Linked DNA regions of Mus musculus: all the other regions are linked to region 1. A link is a contact called in public HiChIP or PLAC-seq data. All regions are on one chromosome and are shown on one strand. Each heading gives the region's core, a stretch centred on a gene start, on an enhancer-like site or on the middle of the called end of the contact. The rest is flanking DNA. Distances are from core to core; before and after follow the strand shown.

What was found. HiChIP or PLAC-seq counts read pairs in DNA pulled down with a chosen protein or histone mark.
Region 2: an H3K27ac HiChIP or PLAC-seq map of embryonic stem cells shows a contact between it and region 1, with 13 read pairs. The contact joins the enhancer-like site here to the promoter of 2900060B14Rik in region 1. A contact is called at or near these places in 14 of 39 promoter capture datasets (the C10 cell line, the HPC-7 cell line, cranial neural crest and 8 more), 102 of 484 Hi-C or Micro-C datasets (3T3-L1-derived adipocytes, the 63-12 cell line, the AML12 cell line and 62 more), 29 of 115 datasets of contacts at active chromatin or transcription factors (the 230-238 cell line, the HPC-7 cell line, Th17 cells and 18 more) and 4 of 9 other capture datasets (adipose tissue, embryonic tail, liver and 1 more).
Region 3: a contact with region 1 is called in an H3K27ac HiChIP or PLAC-seq map of the HPC-7 cell line, with 4 times the contacts expected there. The contact joins the enhancer-like site here to the promoter of 2900060B14Rik in region 1. A contact is called at or near these places in 14 of 39 promoter capture datasets (3T3-L1-derived adipocytes, the C10 cell line, the HPC-7 cell line and 9 more), 10 of 484 Hi-C or Micro-C datasets (the AML12 cell line, the G1E-ER4 cell line, LSK cells and 7 more), 5 of 115 datasets of contacts at active chromatin or transcription factors (the HPC-7 cell line, cardiomyocytes, embryonic stem cells and 1 more) and 3 of 9 other capture datasets (adipose tissue, liver and pancreatic islet).

Annotation. Positions count from the first base shown.
Region 1 is chr1:118,457,940-118,460,606 of GRCm38.p6, reverse strand. It overlaps 2900060B14Rik (RIKEN cDNA 2900060B14 gene), which reads left to right and starts at 1,342. Exons shown (of 1, transcript NR_027901.1): 1 at 1,342-1,938. Clasp1 (CLIP associating protein 1) reads right to left here. Exons shown (of 43, transcript NM_001359328.1): 3 at 728-806.
Region 2 is chr1:118,401,401-118,404,067 of GRCm38.p6, reverse strand. All of the region lies in intron 1 of Clasp1 (CLIP associating protein 1), which reads right to left. Among named protein-coding and RNA genes, the nearest start is that of Clasp1, 14 kb to the right of the region's middle. Within about 2 kb of position 1,322, at least 28 of the 459 cell types and tissues checked have an H3K27ac peak or open chromatin away from gene starts, as enhancers often do. A contact at or near this core is called in the 63-12 cell line, B cells, the G1E-ER4 cell line and 5 more, where this site is marked.
Region 3 is chr1:118,420,003-118,422,669 of GRCm38.p6, reverse strand. The region is part of intron 2 of Clasp1 (CLIP associating protein 1); the gene reads right to left. Among named protein-coding and RNA genes, the nearest start is that of Gm26080, 32 kb to the left of the region's middle. Within about 2 kb of position 1,294, at least 26 of the 459 cell types and tissues checked have an H3K27ac peak or open chromatin away from gene starts, as enhancers often do. A contact at or near this core is called in the HPC-7 cell line, LSK cells and hematopoietic stem and progenitor cells, where this site is marked.

The sequences.
Region 1 (2,667 bases), core at 93-2,592:
GTACATTTTACTTATAGCATACAAAAGACACACAGCACACCCACACACTGAAGCATGGGCCAGCCCACCCATGTCTATTCCAACCCCGTTAGGCCTCTGGTGAGAATCCATGAGTCCTGAGCTAATGTAGGGGGGAAATGGAAAATGGTTCAAACATCAGATTCCTAACAGTAAGTTTCAGGATCCCACCATCCTTCTCAGTGAGCGCACTGACTGCAAAGCTACAGAAAAAGAAAAGGACAGACAGACACTGGTAATGAACACTAGTGGAGAATTCCAGCTGACACTGTGGCTCAGTGGTTATTGCTTGCTGGCATACAGAGGACATAGATTCTATTCACCCACTGCGCACACAAAAGGGAATCAAGAAAAGAGAATAGAGAAATTTGCTACTGAAACAGTTGTATAAACAGAATTGCTTAGTGTTTACATCGCCACCATGAAACACACTGATTTAGAGACATCTAAACGGTGGAAAAATCCAACTGGCTCCTTTTTTGTAGGACTTTTCAAAGAAAACTGAGTCTCCGAGGAGGTTGAGAGGACAATGCGTACTGGCTGGCATCAAGCTGATGTCTAAACTGGCATAAAAATCCTCAATTGGCAATATTATAATAATTCGGGTTTAGAGGGGAAGGTACCAGTTTAGGGGCGGTGAGGCCACGATGTGGGGTGAGTCCAGGGTGGGACGGAAGGATGAGAGCCTGCTATGCTAGCTAAGGCTCACCTGTGCCGATTTGCGCCTTGAACCGGTCCTGCAGCCTAGTCACCAGTGCCGACAGGATGTCCATGCCCAAGAGAACCACCTGCAACGCAAAGAAGCACAGCGTCAGCGGTGCAGTGGGATGGCGCTGACATAGCTGGTCCCCGCGGGCGCCCAGCGACTGGGAAGACTGAGCTGGCTGGTCAGGAAAGGGTACTCGGCACGGAAAAACCCGCTACCGTTTGGAAGAAAAACTCGCCGAAGCGGAACTCCACTGAAGCAGCACGACCTAGAGGAGCCTACTGCGGCCCCGCCCTCTCCTTGAGTTGCGTATGCAAATTTACCAGGTCGCACCCTCCCCCCAAATTGCTAACTCTAAGCCTCCCTCCGGCCCCGCCCAGAAAGGCGTGTATGCAAATTTTCAGACTTGTGACGCGCGGCCTTCTGGGTAAAGACAAGCAGGCTTCAGAAAGCCCCTTGGGAGTTTCAGAAAAACAGAAAGGGTATTCGACGTGGGAAGCAGCAGTCGAAGAAAATACTGTACACCGGGCAGGTTGGGGTAGGCCTCCTGCGGTGGTCACCGCAACCAAACCCGGACTTAGAGCTTTCTGGCTGCCGGGCGCGCGTGGTTGCAAGCAACCATCCTTTTCTTGGGGTTGCGCTACTGTCCAATGAACGCGTAGTGAGGGCAGTACTGCTAACGCCTGACAACACACCTGCATCGGTTAGAGCTCTGCTTTACCTTGGTGCAATTTTTGGAAAAAACCACAAAACCTCTCTTCCTTACCTAAACATTTAAAGATTAAAGTAGCCGCGTGTGTACTGTTGCCCTCCTCGCAGTTCCTTTATTGTATGCTAGAGGGCAGCCGGACAGTAATTACTGGAGACCAGCTTTCTCACCGCTGCCCTAAGACTGTGATACACTAAGAAGCGCTCCCTTTGGAAAATGTTGTAATACAGATAAAGGGTTCCGTATTTGGGTTTTCATCCAGCTTACAAGTAAATCTATATACTAATTCAAACACCAAGCCAGCACTGGGAGGAATTAGATACTTGAAAGTGTATAATTCTTTTGAGGCGCAGAGTCTATGTAGCCCTTAGCATGTAGCCCCTGCTGGCCTCAAACTTGTAGCTCCCGACTGCTAAAATTAAAGGCATGTACCACTTCCCGGGGCCCTTTTTTCTCCCAACTTTTAAAATAGTTCTATTTATGAGCATTTTCTTTAAAACAAAGCAAAAAAAAAAAAAAAAAAAAAACCAAAAAAACAAAAACAAACAAAGGTCTTACTTTTGAGCCACAGGATTTAAGTTTCCTTAGTTTGGCTTCCTTCCAAAGAGCACAGTAGGAATGGGAGGTAATTTTACAGTACAGAAACCTGACAAACTATTACCTCAGCCAGGTGACCAAGGTCAGCTTAAACAATGCTAAGTCATGCTGGTGATGTAAGCTTGGTATAATATAATGCACACTTCACCTCTGTCACAGTCTCTTTAAAGCCCACAAGCTGTGAGTAATCTCAAGGAAAATATGAGGGAAACTCAAACACCTGCCCAGTGCGTCGCTGTCAGGGCCAAAACCAAGGATACCGAGAAACTGCCACAGTGAAGACAAATTTTTTATAGTTTCTTAATTTGCCTGGGAAAAGGAAAATGACTTTTTCCAGATATTGTTTTGTTTTGTTTTGAAAGAACCAAATAATAAACAAACCAACTTAAGAGCCAAAGAATGGGCTCCATTGAAAGTTCAGTGTACATAGAGCAAGAGAAATTAAACAGGAAAGCTCCAAGTGCAGCCCAAGGAAGCAAAGGGTTAGAGACCCCCAAAGCGCAGGTGCACAGCAGAGACAGATGCTCTGACAGACAGAGCAGTGGTAAAAAGCAACAGCTGACAATCACTATAGGCTACTACAAAGGAAAAGGGAGGGAGGGAGGGAGGGAGAGAGCAAGGGAGGCAGGGAGTGACA
Region 2 (2,667 bases), core at 73-2,572, 57 kb after region 1:
GAGCACACTCATCAGCCAAGCAACACACAGAGCACCTCCACCACTAAGACGGGGCACACTGAGAAGCACGTCTTTCCTTAGAGGGCTGCTCTCCTCGAATGGAAATTCATGCCTGAGGTGTAATAGATTAATAGAAAACAAACAATAACAATAAACTCCCACTACTTCCTGGATGAGCAAGAGGTACATGAAGATATAGCTAGAGAGCTACAGATTCAATTCAGATAAAGGCAGCCCAACCTCTCCCTAAGAAGACACAGGTGGAAAAGAAAACAGAAAGCCCCTGCTACTCTCTCTGCAGCATTCCCACTAGAGGAGTTTAAACTCATGGGAGTGGGGAGTTACACGTGCATGTGCACATATAAACATGGTGTGGAGGCCAGGGCCAATCTTGGGCATACCCTTTATTGTGTGTGTGCATGCCATAAAGGGCCTCTGGAGATCAGAGATAAAAGGACAACTTTCAGGAGATCGTTTCTCTTCTCCAAACCCAAGGACTACACTGAAGTAATCAGAATTGTGGCAAGCACCTTCACCCACGGAACTTTCTCACCAGTCCTATTCATCTGTCTGTCTGTCTGTCTGTCTCTTTGTCTATCATCCATCTATCTGTCTGTCTGCTTATCATCTATCTATTTTTGAGGTAAGATCTCTTATTGGCTAGACTGGCTGGCTAGGAGGCTCTGGGAATCCACTTGTCCACTTCCCCAACACTGGAATTACAAACTTGGGCCACCACACCTAGCTTTTCACACTTGTGTGTGTGAGAGACAGAGAGAATTCTGGAGTACACAGAAAGTACTGGAGTACACAGTACTTTACAGACAAAGTCCCCAGTCCAGAGTTTAAGCAGATGGTCAATCACTTTGTTGACTGTCCCTCAAAAGCTGTGTTTGTTCTGCTCTCTGATCTGCTGCTTAGAACTAGGAAATGAAGGAGAAGCCGGGAGTCGTGGCGCACACCTTTGATCCCAGCACTTGGGAGGCCGAGACAGGCGGATTTCTGAGTTCGAGAAGCCTGGTCTACAGAGTGAGTTCCAGGACAGCCAGGGCTACACAGAGAAACCCTGTCTTGAAAAAAAGAAAGAAAGAAAGAGAAATGATCTGTCTTTGAGTCCACTGGTAAAAAGGCTCAAAGGCACACAAACAGCACCAAAGATGACACAGGTGTTTCCCTACTCAGATGCTAAGAAATCCTGACCTGGAGTGAAACATCCTGGGAAACAAAACATCAAGGTCACACTGCAGAGCTCGGCCTCCTTCACCACATCTGGAATGTGGGTTTCGAAAAGGGCTCCCGAGGGAAGATTGTCACCAGGACGAGTAACACTAGACACTCGTGAGCACTAAAGAGCACAGTAAGGGAAACAGGATCACAGGCCCCGACCGGGAGAGAGAGAAAGCAGACACGCCTTCCCTAGCTCAGCTTTGGAATGTCCAGACAAAACACTTTGCTCATGCTGTTTACTCCATTTTGGTAGAAAAACACAGACTTCATTGCAAAAAAGGAAAATAAATTTGAAACTCAGTATTTATTTAAAATGAAACTGGTTAGGGTAGGAAAAAAAAGTGAAAAATCAAATACAGAATCACCCCCTAATTTTTGACAGAGTCTCACCATGTAGCCCAGACTGACCTTGAACTCAAACTCCTCTGCTTCTGCTTCCTGAGTGTAAGACTAGAGACATATAACACCATATCTACCATATATCACCCTGTGATCATTAATATTTATAGTCAGTTTCATAGGTCCTAGAATCCGATAGGAAATAAATCTCAGGGCACATCTATGGGGAACGGTCTATCTTTGGTTAACTGGTACGGGAAGGTCTTGACCCTGAATGTGGTCAGCACCGTTCCATGAGCTGGATAGAAAGGGAAAAGAGATGCCTCTGGGAGTAAAAGTGCCTGCCACCAAGCATGACAACCTGAGTTCCATTCCTAGGACCCCACATGGTGGAAGGAGAGCTCTGACTCCTGAAAGTTGTCCTCTGACCTCTACAAGTGTGCTGTGACTTGAGTGTTGCTAGCTTTGACCCCACCCCACCCCCACAAAGTAAAATAACTAAAAATGCAATAAAAATTCTAATTAAAAAGTGGGAGATGAAAAACAAGGTAGGCAGGGGCTTTTATCTACTTACTAACAGTAGGCTGCACCCCATGAGCACCTGCCTCCTGCTCTGGCGGCCATGCCTTTCCCTCCCTAGCGGACTGTTGAGATACACACTTCCTCCCTTGGTTGCTTGACTTTGTCTAAGCAACAAGGAAAGTACTCCCCAGCCAAACCTTACATCAGTTTTGCAGTCAGGAATAAAACGTATTTCCTAGTATACTATCTAACATGTTTAACCAAATAGTAGGTCATTTCACAAATTCCTAAAACCTATCATTGATTCCAACATTTCAAAATATGACTTAACAGGAACAGTTAAAAATCTTGAAGAGCTGTGGTGGTGCACGCCTTTAATCCCAGCACTTGGGAGGCAGAGGCAGGCAGAGCTCTGAGTTTGAGGCCAGTCTGGACTACAGAGCTAGTTCCAGGACAGCCAGGGCTACACAGAAAAACCCTACCTCAGAAAACAAAAATGAAACAAATAATAAATAAAACAAACAAACAAACAAACAAACAAGAGGCAATGAAATAAAAGTCCAAAGCAAAATATAAAAG
Region 3 (2,667 bases), core at 45-2,544, 38 kb after region 1:
GAAAAAAAAGGGCAGGCGAGGAAAGTGGAGGGAAGGAGAGAGAACATGGAAGAGCAAAGATAAAAGAACTGCTCCTGAGTGCTAAGTCCTAAACCTTCTGTCCTGTGACTTTACAAATCCATTCTGAAAATACTGAATTCTCCAGATTCTGCAGGCAGTAGTGCTGCTTATGTGTGCCTTGCTCAGAATCCCATGTAGTTCATGCAGCCACATGCTGTACCTGAGTAGGGAAGCAATCACAAGTTCTAACCAGCACCCCCACTAGACAGGAGCCACCACTAAGGAGCTTAGTATGCAGCAGGCAAGAAATAACTGAGACCCACTCTCTCATTCAGGGCTCATAAAAACTTTATTATCTGACTGGGGAGACGGCTTAGGGGATAAAGCGCTTGCCACACATGCACAAGGACCTGAGCTCAGCTTCCCAGAACCACATAAAAGCTAGACATGGAGGTGCATTTATAATCTATGGGAAGATGAGAGGTGGAATCAGAAGGCTCTCACCCAGAAGTGTATACGTCAGCTAACCTGCTATATGCAACAGTAGTGAGCAAGAAGTGACCCTGTCTTAAACCAAGGGAAAGGAAGGTAAGGACTAACACCTGATGCTGTTCTCCAACCTGCACACACACCATGGCATATGCACACTCACATACACACAAACATGCACACACACACACACACACACACACACACACCATGGCATATGCACACTCCCATACACACAAACATGCACACACACACTCAGATACACACACACACACACACACACACACACACACACACACACCAACCTTTTAAGAGGCTGAAACAGAGGCCTAGAGGTTAAGAGCATTAACTGATTTTGCAAAGAACCCACGTTTGGTTCCCAGCATCCACATGTAGCTCAAAATCATCTGTAACTCCAGTTCAAAGAGATCTGATGCCCTCATCTCTCCTCCACGGGCACCATATATGTGTAGTACCCAAACAAACATGCAGGCAAACATTCATACACAAAATAAAAATAATCTTTAATTATTAGTAAATAATTTGGTTATCCTGGCATGATAAATGGGGAACCTGAGACATTACATTGCTCAGTGAAACAGGCTCCACAAGTTGCTAATTAACAGCAGTATTATTCCAGTCCCAACCTTAAACCGGCCCCTTCCTAGGACAGTCAGCCTCAACTCAAGTACCTCTCAACTCAAGTGAATACAACTGGCCTCAGGGGAGGGAGGAAGCACCTTTGCAGAGAACAGCAGTTAAGTCAACATGGACAGGCATCCGAGGACATTGCCAGGTGGCACTGCCTGGTGGCACTGCAGGAAGGGAAGGAGGAAGTAAGGCCAACTGGCCAGGGGGCATGCACAAGGTCGGCTTCAAGCTTCTGAAAGCATTCTTCTTCCTCAGAGATATTACCTTAGCTAATACCAGGCTTGCTAAATTTCCTTACAGTACCCTTCAGTTTCTACCAAATGCTTCTTGATATACACACAGGAGTACTGGAGCCATGATACAGACAGACAAGGTAGCCTATGAGCCCTCAAAAGCACAAGTGGACTCTGTCTGACCTGAGAGTACCAGGCAGCCTGGCCATGGGATGCACTTGTTAACTTCTGCCCAATAAGTAAGACAGACAGGATCTCAGCTCAGCTTCAACGACAGGAAGGAGTTGGGCGTGGTGGCACACACTTTTGATCCCAGCACTTGGGAGGCAGTGGCAAGCGGATTTCTGATTTCGAGGCCAGCCTGGTCTTCAAAGTGAGTTCCAGGACAGCCAGGGCTACACAGAGAAACCCTGTCTCAAAAAACCAAAAAAAAAAAAAAAAAAAAAAAAAAAAGAAGGAAAACTATAAACCCAAGGGTGAATGAACTACTATGTGCTAGTAACATCTTCAAGAAACATAGGAGCTCAGCGCTCTTGGTTCAGACTGGGGCTTAAAAGCATGTGGGAAGCAAAGCAAGAGGAATTCTGTAAGCACCAGTTCCGATATCCAGATCAGCCTGAGTCAGTAAAGATCTGCAAGAGACCAGGCGTCTGGGGCCCCTTAACAAAGTCTACAGAACAGAAAGCTTCCTTCCCCTGTTAATTGAACCCTGATGTCAAGGGATGAGAGGAAAGATGCAGGAGGGACTAAGGCAAGGACACCTCTCCAGGGCTTCAAGCACCCTGTAGTTTGCATTCATGAAGCTCAACCCTGAATGGTAAAATGCTCACAACATAAATAATCTGTGGATAGCCACCTCCTCCACACACCCTCCCACTCCCACTCCCCACCTATGTTATAAGAGCTCTAATCTTCACATCTGAAAACTATCTCTTCTACACCACTACCCATGGGTCAAAGGCACTCCTTGACAACCCAAATTGTTTCTGGCCAGGTCCCAGTAGACTTCAAAACAGTAATTTGAAAGTAAAATGCTATACACTCTGATCCCTGAGAGATCAGTGAAGACACCTCTTATTCATGAACGGCTGCTCACCACCATGTCAAAGTCTCCTCCCCACAAAACATGATATAAACTTCATCTTCAAGGCTGCAAATGTTTGTAAACACCCACATACCTTCCCTCATGTTTTCCCATAACTTTCAAGACAATCGCCCCCACATGTCTTTCCTCATGTCCTTCCCATAACCTACATAAGTGTCATATTGAAAGTCAAGGAAGCAGGCTAATACT